2 separate regions of the Danio rerio genome follow, and region 2 is linked to region 1. The links are chromatin contacts, called in public Hi-C maps. All regions are on one chromosome and are shown on one strand. The core of a region is the stretch at or near the end of the contact, and the rest is flanking DNA. Distances in the headings are between cores, read along the strand shown. Region 1 holds the start of tmem72 (transmembrane protein 72). Region 2 holds the start of wdfy4 (WDFY family member 4).

Region 1 (5,652 bases), core at 2,295-4,794:
AAAGAGCAGATCCTCAGGGACAAGAGGCCTGTTTGCCTCCATCTGTGTGTAATTCCCATGAGGTGCTACTGTACTGCCAGCTATAGTTAGAAATGCAGAGACAGTGGGCTTCATGTTCCTGAGGACGATGATCTGTCCTCTGTTTGTTTGTTTAGCAGTTGTGTTCAGCTCCTTGAGGACATTGCCATAGTACCAATAAATCTGTTTGGGCAGACTGTGGTATGGCATCACGTTTATCATTTATGAATTATCTCGGAACACACCACCCTATGACCGGCGTCAAAAACCCTGACAATTCCAGCCAAAGTCAACACTACTGACTAAATACAAAAATGTATGTGTACACAATAGTCATAAAAAAAAAGTCTGGACACACAACACCCCACATCCATAATTTGACAAAACTACAAAGCTATTCTTTATCATTATTATAATAAAAATACAAAGCATAATGTTACAAAGAAAAAAAAGATTACATTCTCTTAAATTAAGACATCTGTATCTGTAAAATTCACTTAGTTGTTCATTGAAGTATAGATGAAAACAGACCTAACATGAAGACAAGTCTGAAAAAACTGCCTATGAATGAAGTTGGTGCTGGTTTTGATACTCACAGGAGATAAACGGCCAAACTGGTGAACTCTCCCTGACTCTGAGTCTCTATACCCACTGCACACAAAACTGACAACACAAACACACAGGACTCATGTTACTGTAACCTCAACCTGCAGGAGTCATAATCAGAGGAGATTAAAGTAGTATTTTGGTCATCACTGTGAAAACTCCTTAACATAACAGAAAACCCACTTGGTTTTCTTGCACAATTGACCAACTATCAATGTATCATTTTAAAACAATGTCTAAGACCCTGCTGAAAACAACAAAAGAAATCATCATAGAAAGTTTTAAAGGTTTCACCAAAAATGATATTAAAACTATACCAAACCTCAAAATTATGACCATTAAAACCAGTATTTTGTTTGTGTGCATGTGTTTTTGGACATTTTCCTTATGGATTTATTGCTTTTAAGTCACCAAATTATCAGAGGAGACCCACATGACCAAAACAGTTTCTATTAAAACTAACATCAATTCCTTTTCTAACTATTAAAACCTAATAAAAAAAATGATGAGACATTTGTAGGCCCACATGTGCAAAAATACGTAGATGTTTAGCCCATTATAAAGCTATGTATTTACTTATGTAAATGTGTGTAAATTTATTTTTATTCAGTTTTTAAATTAATTTCACTAATATTATTATGATATATTAATAGTAATATTCAAATGTTCATATGATTTATTTACAATAAAGATTGTGAAGTAATATTTTCTGCTTTTTAGTAGATTTATATGAGAGATTTACTTTGTTTACCAAATAAGTAGATCTAAATAGAAATAAAAGTTAAAAAGGTATTATTTTTATTTAACAATTTTTTTTAGTTATGATACTTCTAAAATAATTCTGCATAAGTCTGCAGATTTTTTTTTACAAAATTATCTGCAGAAATACCAAAAAAAAATGTCCGCAGATTTTGTCTGGTCCTAGACATTTGTTACACTGCAATGTTAAATTTTCAACATCAAACGTCAGAGAAGAGATGCCTAAATATAATTTAAAGGCATAAATGGAAAAGCATGTGTGCATCATGTACTTTGCTCACCTCATTTACTTTATTTACATGTTTCCATGTTTACATAACACAGATTGTTTTTATGCCTTTTTAAATGTTTATAAGTGTGTTGTTGCCCTTTGTGAACAAGTACATTTTTGATATTATTATTTTTGTGTTAGTATTGTGTTTTTTAAATGTACAACTGTAAAGTATTAATTATGTAATTGTTAAGCATCAACCAAGAAATAATTTAGTTACAGATATCATAACATTAAATCTTATACATAAAAAAGGCTTGCAATTTTGTTTGTGACCACAAGATGTCAGATTTGCCCCATGCACACCGCAGCTGTCCAGTTCACTGTGCAATGCAAAAAATAAATAAATAAATAAATAAAAAGAAAGTTTAAACCTGGCAAATTGAGGGTGGGGATCATAAGCATGAATTAAACATTTACTTCAGATTTGTAAATTGAATACAAACCATTTGATTTTTAATAGTAAAATGTTTAATAGTAATACACTGTAAAACCCAATAAGTTAAGGTAGCTCAAACCATTTGAGGAAACCGATTGCAACAAACCATTTGAGTAAATGAAGCAAATTGAGCACAGTAAAACCCAATAAATAAAGAGAACTCAAACCAACTGAGTACTGTAAAACCCGGTAAGTTAAGGCAACTCAAACCATTTAAGGAAACCGATTGCAACAAACTATTTGAGGTAAAAATGCATCTATGTGAGTATGTCATTACTTTCGATATTGAGTTCAAAACTCTTTTCAAATGAGTAGAATTAACTTTTATTAAATTAAGTCATTTCATTTGATTAAGTTGACTGTTGGGTTTTACAGTGTAATTAACAACACCAGTTGGGAATTAATGCTTAGAAATTAGATTAACATTTATTTTCATTATTAGTGGGAAATATAAAATAATGTTAAATAAAAAAGAACATAGTCTCATTTTTTTTTTCAGAAAACAAAACCCATTATTATTTATTTAAACTGTAATAATGATTGCAGTAACATCTAACAATGCAATCTTTGACAGGAATATCAGTCATCTGTATTTCACTGTTACTCATTAAAAAAAAAAAGTCTTTAAACATTCATTTACTCCCTGTGGTGGATTAGCATATACTGGTGGAAAAAAAAAACTGCAGTTTTTCCGGTTTAAATCAGGTCATGTTGGTAATTAGCACAAGATCCACTACAGATTTCAGAACAACAGTTCCATGGCAAAATAATTCAATGGCTAATGCTAATCTATGTTCTTTACAACTGGTGAAACATGTTTTGGTCACTCTTTCCAATAAGGTTTCATTAGTTAATTTAGTCACTAACATGAACAAATTAGGAACAATACTTGTACAGCATTTATTAATCATAGTTCAACATTTTCTAATGCATTAATAACATTCAAATTTGTGCTTGTTAACATTAGTTAATGCACTGTGAGTTAACATGAATTAACAATGATCTGACTAACGTTGACTAACATAAGTACTGTAATTATTGTTCATTGTTTGTTCATGTTAGTAAATGCATTAACACAATTCCATTATAAAGTGTTACCTATATTTTTATCTTGAAGAATTAGAGGCCAACAAAAAAATAACAAAGATGCAGTCCTACCTGCTGCAGTGGAGATGCCGAGTACTCTGCAGGAACATTCCACAATTACCCACAAAGCTGAGCCCTTCATGGCCGAAATGAGATGCTTTTGCCTTTAGCACATTTGATTACAGCTAATGTTCTCTATCAATAGTTTATTTTTTGACAGTTTAGAAAGAAAGTCAAAGATGGCAGTGCCAGCACAGCTGCATGGTAAGTAATCTGGTATTTTGAGCCGCAGTCTGCATCCCACAGCAGATTTTATGCTAGTAATCAGCCTAACACAATAACAATGACCACCCTCTGCTTGTTTCTGCCACATTCCACCTCTTCTCAAGGTGAGGAGACCAAACACTAAAAAAACTTCTCAGTTAAAGATTACCTGACTAGCCAAAGAGCACAAACAACACATGTTCCCTAAGGGAAAACGCATAATTCTGCACACGACACTAAATGAGTCCTTGATTATGATTTAAAGGTCACATGGAATGCATTATGTTTAAGTTGTTCTCTGACATATACATAGAAGCTGTTTGGTTTAGGTAAGGTTTAGGTAAATAAAATAAAAAAAAATCAATAAACAGCTTTACAAGCTCATGTAGAAACAAGGCCCTAGAATGAAAAGCTCAGTTTTTACCTTATTTGGAAGGGTCATGCATAATAATGAGCTCTGCTCTCAGCTCATATACACTATGAATGACTGACTGACCTCACACTAATAAGTCTGGGGTCGCCACACGGGAATGAACTGCCAACTTATCCAGCATATGTTTTACGCAGCGGATGCCCTTCCAGCTGCAACTCATCTCTGGGAAACATCCATACACACTCATACACTACGGACAATTTGGCTTACTGAATTCACCTGTACTGCATGTCTTTGGACTGTGGGGGAAACCGGAGCACCTGGAGGAAACCCAGGCAAACGCGGGGAGAACATGCAACCTCCACACAGAAACGCCAACTGACCCAGCTGAGGCTCGAACCAGAAACCTTCTTGCTGTAAGGTGACAGCACTACCTACTGCGCCACCGCATCGCCCCAACTGTATGTGCAAAATAAACATGTGTACTCAAACTTAAACATATGTTTGCATCATTACAAACATATGCCACATTCCAATACATATAATGCAATGTATATTGTGAAATAACCCAAATTTCACAATATAAGCGTTAAACGAACAAAAGATACAATAACAGTTTTTCTCAACTGCTTTGGCTCATTTTTCAAATGAAAGTATTACTTTCACATCAGAGTGGAATTTCTTTTTGATTAAAGCAAAGTGCAAATGCTTTGGCACATGTGTGCAAACAATAAGTACAATTGTCTGTAGTTTAGACAAAAACTAATTTCATATGACTTGTTAATCAACACTGATGAGTCCATTCTCATTAAAAGAGTCAAACTCTTCATAACTTCTCAATCATTATTCATCATGTAAGCTATCACACTCAAAACCATCCATTCAATTATCAAACAATTATCATCTTTGATCCACAAGAGCAATAAGATGTCCACCAAGAATACATTTTTTCATAGTCGTTTTTTTTTTTTTTAGTATGTTTTGCATATTTATGGTAACATAAGAAATATGAAATGTACAATAGAGTAATTGTACAAGCAAGATTGCACTTTACATATAAATAATAAATAAATGAAATGTAAAAAATAAATGTTCTGTATAAATACAAATGTTCATATGTTTTTTATGAACTATCAAAACAATCTCACAGCCAGGGGCGGACTGGGACAAAAAATTAGTCCTGGCACTGTTGCCATACCAGCCCACATTACCACGCCAACACAGCCCCACCCACGGACACATTTAATACTTATATTGGTGTACAGATGGTGAAATAATATAAGCAGTACCATATTTAATTAATTTTTAAACATTTAATGTATGTGACTGGAACAAAAACAACCCGTTTATAACAAATTTATACATATTCATTTCATTCATTCATTCATTTTCTTTTCAGCTTAGTCTCTTTATTAATCTGGGGTCACCACAGCGAAATGAAACACCAACTATTCCAGCATATGTTTTATGCAGCATATGCCCACCCAACTGCAACCCATCACTGGGAAATACCCATACACCGTGGACAATTTAGTCTACCCAATTCACCTGTAGCGCATAAACCAGCGACCTTCTTGCTGTGAGGTGACAGCAATACCCACTGCGCCACTGCGCTGCCCCTTTTCGAGAATATTTCAGTAAATTTTATGCATTTGACAGCATTTTTTTGCTTTCTTTGAGCTTTTTGGCACTGCCTTCCCTTTTTAACGGTCCATCTCTGACAATAAGCTTGTGTTGCACTTACTGTTTGTTTGAAATTCTTGCCAGAATTTGATTACATCCGCCTTACCTTTGATTGGGTCGGATTGGGTCGACCCATCTCGAAATCTACTGGCC
Region 2 (6,406 bases), core at 630-3,129, 360 kb after region 1:
TTGATTTTCTTTTTTATACACACGATTATGCTGTCGAACTGTTGTATAAGCGCAATATCACATGAGTAGCAGTGCGATAAGGTTGTATATCATCACTGGTGAGACACTTTCCATTCATTTTAAATGGGTGACATCAGGCGTTGCCAAAATGCATTGTGGATCCATCGGCACCGCTTTAGAGGCGTTGCTTGCTGCAGAAGTTGAGACTTGTTCAACTTTTCAAGCGCCAAAGGAACCGTCAGCCAATCAGATGCCTTATTGCAAATACACCAGCTCAGACAGTGGCCTATTGCTGACTAATTTAATTGGCTGACGCGATCATTATAGCAGTGTCAGCCAATTTAATTAGTCAGCAATAGGCTACTGTTTGAAATGGTGTATTTGCAGTAAGCGACCTGATTGGCACGGCTTCAGACACGCCTTCAGTCAAGCATTGATTCTGAAGCCCCGTGTGAATGGGGCGTAAGGCCCAACTCCCACCAGTGCCGAAATCCAGCCATATCACACTGCTACTCATGTGATATGCTCATGTATAATATGAAGTTGTGTCTGTGATTAAATAACATTTGCGCCCCAACATTTTTATTCAGTTGTCCCACTGATTTACTGTACCTGAATGAACAGAAGCAGGAGTCGGCTGAGCTCTTGCTCTCTTTGTTCTGGTGACTGTTGGTTTATAGTATCCAGCTGAATTAGCTGCTCTCTCAGAACCTCCTCTAGATCATTGTCTTCTTTCAGGTCCTCATTTTTATCACTGTTGATTTGGCTGGCTTTCAGTTCTATGCTCTCTGCACTCTCCCCTGATGCGCTGAGTTCCCCATTCTCCTTACTGACTCTGTCCATTTCCGCATCCGGCTCCTTTAAAAAATAAAAATAAATAAAATTACACAAAGACACTTACTGTCGATACAGATAAAACATCTCAAAACATTTACTGGATCTTCAAGAATGTGCCACGAAAACAACCTTTTTAGATTTTTATCCATCAAATTCTTCCCAAAAGAAATATCTGGGCTACTACAGTACAGATCTTTAGGGTACTTGGTCAGTACCATAACTTTAAGATAAAACACACTCTCTTGAGTTATCTAAAACTTTTAAACATATTCATTATTAAAATCTCATGCAAAATCGTAGAAAAGGAAATGTTTGACAATGAAATACTGATCTTTAACTGCTTTCCTTCAATTGCCAAATCACAGCAGTAATTCAGTGGGTTTTCCTGCATCTTACAATCAGCTGTTCACACGTTAATGTGATCTTGTGATGTCAAGATGTGGGCTTGTTTTGCTACAGGGAGGACAACTTGCATTCCAGAATAAATGACATATTTGCACTGCACAGTCCCTCACTAGTTTATTCATTCACTATCTAAATACAACACTTGAATGTCATCTTCTTATTTTATTTACAGCCTTAACAGCAGTAACGTTTCTTGACGCTCTTTAGCAGTCGCCCTGGCTCTTATGCAATGAAATCTGACCAAACAAATCAGTTGGATGGCAAACAAATGAGGCTTATGAAACACTTAGCTAAAATCAAGCAAGCTTCCTTGTTTATCTCTACCTTTAAGTTGAGTCTCCAGGTGACAGAACAGGTTTAAATGCACTTACAGTAAAACACTCACGCCCCAAAATAAACGGCGACCTCTCAAAATAAAGCTGTCAACATCTGATGTTTGCATATGCAGTATAAAGGAATTAACCATTGAAAGTATTATGTGATACTTCAGTTCAGTATGCTCCAATCTAAAACGTACCTGTTGTTTAGTAGGTGGCATCTCAAGTCATTGACAAGGCTTGTGTACGTCGTTTTATGGCTGGACAGAAGGCTTTCCTCTGGCTTCCCATGTCACAACAACGCTCGGTGAGTGAATGGCCAGTTCATACATGCCTCCTAATCTGCCTTATCCACACCGGCTGGCTGAACTTTGCACAATGTGAAACTCTGACATCAGCTGCGCCTGGTCATGTGCTTCACTTCCTAGTAAAAAAAGCAGAAGTATTTTCAAAGCGCACATATGTGCGTGTGTTTTCCACACAGCAGAAGATCAACAGGGCTGCATTAGTTGTATTATTCCAAAATGAATATTCTAAATCGACCAATCAAAAAAAAAAAAAAAATTGTCTGAGGAAATGTAGATAGTGTCTATGCCCTCTGGTGTTTAAAGTGATTCTGATAATTGACAGAGCGTAAATAATTCAAACAAAGAGCAATGGCGACATCTTGTGGTGAGTTGAGATATTACAAAAAATATTATATAGAGAGGATTTTAAATAGGCTATCTGGGGTCCAAATATGAAAAAGACACAATGGAGTCCGTAAAAAAAGTAAAAATGTAAATTAAATTAAAAATTCAGAGAATTAATCGATTTATTATATAAAACTAATAATGTCACAAAAAATAAACACTAAGATAAAAGTAAGTGAAACCCCAAGCAATAATAAAACAGTTTTATCAATGCCTAGTTACAAATACATTCATTATTTTTTTTAAGAACAGTTAAAAATTAATGACTAAACGAAATAATAGCTTAAATATGTATACAATATTAGAATATCTTTTACCATGTGATTTTAAGATTACTGATCTGTTGATCAAGATGCTATTTTTTGTTTCAAGTATAAAAGGCCCTGATTTGACTCCATAGGTTAAATTATCTGAGAATGGGATTTTGGTTGGTTTACTTCAGCACAAAAAAAAAAAAAAAAACAATACCAGCATGCGTTCTGTCTTGCATGGTCAGGAACAGATGTAAAAAGATGTGTTACAGGACAGACATAAAGACAGTACGAGCCACATTAGTCCGACAAAAAGGTAACATAACTTTATGAAAAACTTGCTAAAATAAACATGTAACTTAGAAATTGTTTCAGCTTTTTTATTTTACATAGGTTGTACTTTAAATGGCGGTTCATTCCGCTGTGGTGACCCCAGATTAATAAAGGGACTAAGCCGAAAATGAATGAATGAATGAATGAATGAATGAATGAATGAATGAATTTACTTTAAATTTGACGCTAATACGGAAACAGGAAATAAATAATGGGCGGGTATTACCGGCGGAAGTTTTATGTAATTAACGTTACCCAGGCAACTGAATCTTTATTTATTTACTTACTTTTTAAAAATATATTTTAATAAGAAATTTCATTTTTCAATGGCGTTAATCAATAAGTTAGTTCTTATAGACGTCTGCAGAGGAGTGAAAACACCGAATGCATTTCTAATGGAGAGTACTTTGGGCCACTAAGCATCCACTAGAGGACATTTAAGGTATTACATACATTCTGTCGATTGGTTGAATCCACCCACAGAAGGCGGGGCTTTCCTCAAATCAGATCTGTATATTTACATATTATCAGATTGGCTGTTTTGTCGGATCGGATGATTGATTATCTAACGGTATTATAATGGACCGAGACCTATTGGCTGCAGGAACCTAACAAAATTATTCAAATATCATTAAATAATGAATATCTTGCACTTAGCCATGGGTTTCTTCGGCCGAAAGAAGGCGTAAATGAACGGTTGGCAGAATGCTGCAGGTTTCAGGAAGTTGTATATTTGAATCGGTTCAGCGGGGTGAGATCGATCGAGTTTCCCATTTATTACAGCAGGATCGAGGAGTCCTGAAACAAAAAGGTGAGAGTTGTGTTTTAAAGATGGAAGAAGCTGTTCCACAGTAACAGATGATAATGGAAGAGATCGTACTGATCCGCTGGTTAACATTTCACTTTCTTCTTCCTCATCCTGTTCACTTCATTTTTCTAACGTTACTCTTATCACCAACATATCGTTTACTTTATTGTGTATTTCTGAACTTATGTGCTATTTTAACAGTTTGAGTCTGTTTCTACCACCTGTTACACCTAATACATTTACATTTTTATTTGGAAAAAATACTCGGCACAGCATACAGAATAATGTTATTTTTCTTAATTGTAATAATAATAATATATTTAAAACAGAAACAAACAGTTTAGTTTGTATAAACTGTTTATATATATATATAATTACTGAAATATGATCAGTCATAAGAGAATGAAGGCAGTGCTGATTCAGATTCTCTGTAAAATTTTCTAAATGATGAGTGTAGTTAAAGTCAGCCATTGTTTAGCAAGTAATTACATAATTGTTTCAGCATAAAGTACATTTTGTTATGTTAATATCTTTTAAAATGTAAATAAAAAAATAACTATTTTGATTATGCAGGTATAGAATGGTATAAAAGTTGATTGGTTATTCACTAATTTCTTTTACAACTATTTTAACATGTTAGCATTTACTGAATTAGTTAAGTTACAGACATAAAAAAATTATCAAAATATTCAAGATCATATCATGTTTTATAATGAAATGCTGGCTAAGATAATGTTTCAGCGTTGTATTTATTTGTTTTGTTTCATACTTGCTCAGACTCCACTGTTTTCCCATCAAAATTATGTCACTTGCTGTTAAAATATGTCATATAGAAATGCCTTTTGTTGTTGCCTAAACAAGGAAACTAGATCAAAAGTGAAAATTAGGAAAATCCTATCCAATTATAATTACAAGTAAAATGGTATTCCATAGAAAATAGTTTGCTTTAAATTGAAGAATAGGAAATATAAAGATGTATTTAAATATATCTTCATAACATTTACCCCTAATTTTACTTAATATTATATATGTCTTTAAAATATATCATTTTAATTATAAGTTTAATACATTATTAACAGTATTTAGACATACTAAATAGGTAGGAATCACCGCTATTAGTTCTATTTGGTTTCTCAATATATATTAACTATACTATCAGCCAGCTCTTTGTGAACAGTTGTGCATCAGCATCATGAAATTCTGTAATGTGAAAGGACTTGACTATACATTTTTATGACTAATGATAAATACAGATGACATTTGATAAATGTCTTGTAAACCTCTCCCCTTTTGCCAGGTTGGGGAGGTTTTACAGCCCTACACTTTGCTGCTCTGAATGGAAATCGTGCCGTAGCTGAACTTCTATTGAACAGTGGTGCTGATCCAAACATCCCTTGTGATGCAGGACAAACCCCTTTTCACTTTGCTTGCAGGTACAGTAGCTCCGGCCCTCCTTTAGCTGATGTTTGTGAATTTAATTACAACATCCATCACAAAATATTGCTTCCTCTAAAAGATAATAACGGCGGTTTCCTATGAATAGGGCTTACTGTACTGTGTTATTACTGTGTTACAGAAATGGCAATATTTATATCATGTACAAGATGATGCAGCAAGGTGCAGATTTACGCATAGCAGATGAGCAAGGGAAAACAGCTCTTCATTATGCAGTCAGTGGGGGAAGTGTGTAAGTATCTGTGCCTTTTACACTGGTGGCAGCAAGGTGTCTGTGGGGTCTTAAAAAATATTAAACGTTGATAAATCAATGTAGAGAAATTTGAGGGCCTTAAAAAGTCTTGAATGCTATTTTGCAAGGTATTAAATTTTAGATTATTTTATAATTTGCAATGTATGTGTAATCACGGGGAGTTATACAAACAACTGAGGTAAGATCCACAATGCAGGTTTATTCGTCGTCAGGCAAGCAAAGGTCAGCACAGGTGCAAACAGATATTTACAGGCAAATCCAGAATCGTAGTCAATATAACAATCGAAAGGCAGGCGGCAGACAGGGATAACTAAATAAACAATGCTAGGTAAGTACACGGGAAAACAAGGCTAGGAAAACGCATTTTGTAATGTCATTGTGACAGATAACAAGACTCATCAAACTGAATAGGTGAGTTTGTGGCTTAAATAGTGTGTGCAATTAGTCTCTGACAATCCTCAAGTGGTGCGAGTAATCAGTCTAGATGAGAATGCATGTGTGAGTGTGACCGGAGTGCATGTATGAATATGTAGTCCAGAAATTTCGGAATTGTAGTCCATGAGTTATAGTTAGTGAAATTCAGCGATCTTTTGAAAGACGATCGCTGGTAATCGTGACAGTATGGTTGTATGCTAAAGTTTGCCTAAACTAAATCTGCAAATATCAGGATGCTGTGTAGTTTATGAAATCCATTAAATCCTACTAGATTTGACATCATGCTGCTTTGTTTACTGCAGTAACCAAGGCAACCCCATTATTTCTGTAGCTCTATAGGCACCAACTTGCTGAATTAGCTAGATTTAATAGATTTTTATTCAGGATATGAATAATGTTTTAGTTTTGGATTTGTTTCTTAAATTAATATTCAGTAAATATACTGTAAGTTAAAATCTAGCCTGTGTTTTCAGTTGAAATTTAAAGTGGTTTTAAGGTCGTAAAATGTATGGAGAGAGTCTTAAAAATTTCTTAAAAGGTATTGAAAAGGTATATTCACTCTCTGATTCCTGTATTTATTCTGGGCAGACAAAAACTCTAAATCAAAAAGCATTCACAAG

What was found. A called contact is a pair of places that touch in the nucleus more often than the background predicts.
Region 2: a contact with region 1 is called in a Hi-C map of hematopoietic stem cells, with 2.1 times the contacts expected there. The contact joins the promoter of wdfy4 here to the promoter of tmem72 in region 1. A contact is called at or near these places in 2 of 18 Hi-C or Micro-C datasets (hematopoietic stem cells and an unstated tissue).

Annotation. Positions count from the first base shown.
Region 1 is chr13:34,104,685-34,110,336 of GRCz12tu, forward strand. It overlaps tmem72 (transmembrane protein 72), which reads right to left and starts at 3,545. Exons shown (of 6, transcript NM_001328086.1): 1 at 3,252-3,545; 2 at 615-681. The coding sequence starts at 3,321.
Region 2 is chr13:34,467,292-34,473,697 of GRCz12tu, forward strand. wdfy4 (WDFY family member 4) reads right to left here and starts at 1,880. Exons shown (of 63, transcript XR_012388779.1): 1 at 1,760-1,880; 2 at 613-858. si:ch211-223a10.1 reads left to right here and starts at 3,024. Exons shown (of 10, transcript XM_068213074.2): 1 at 3,024-3,277; 2 at 4,941-5,076; 3 at 5,220-5,330. The coding sequence starts at 5,239.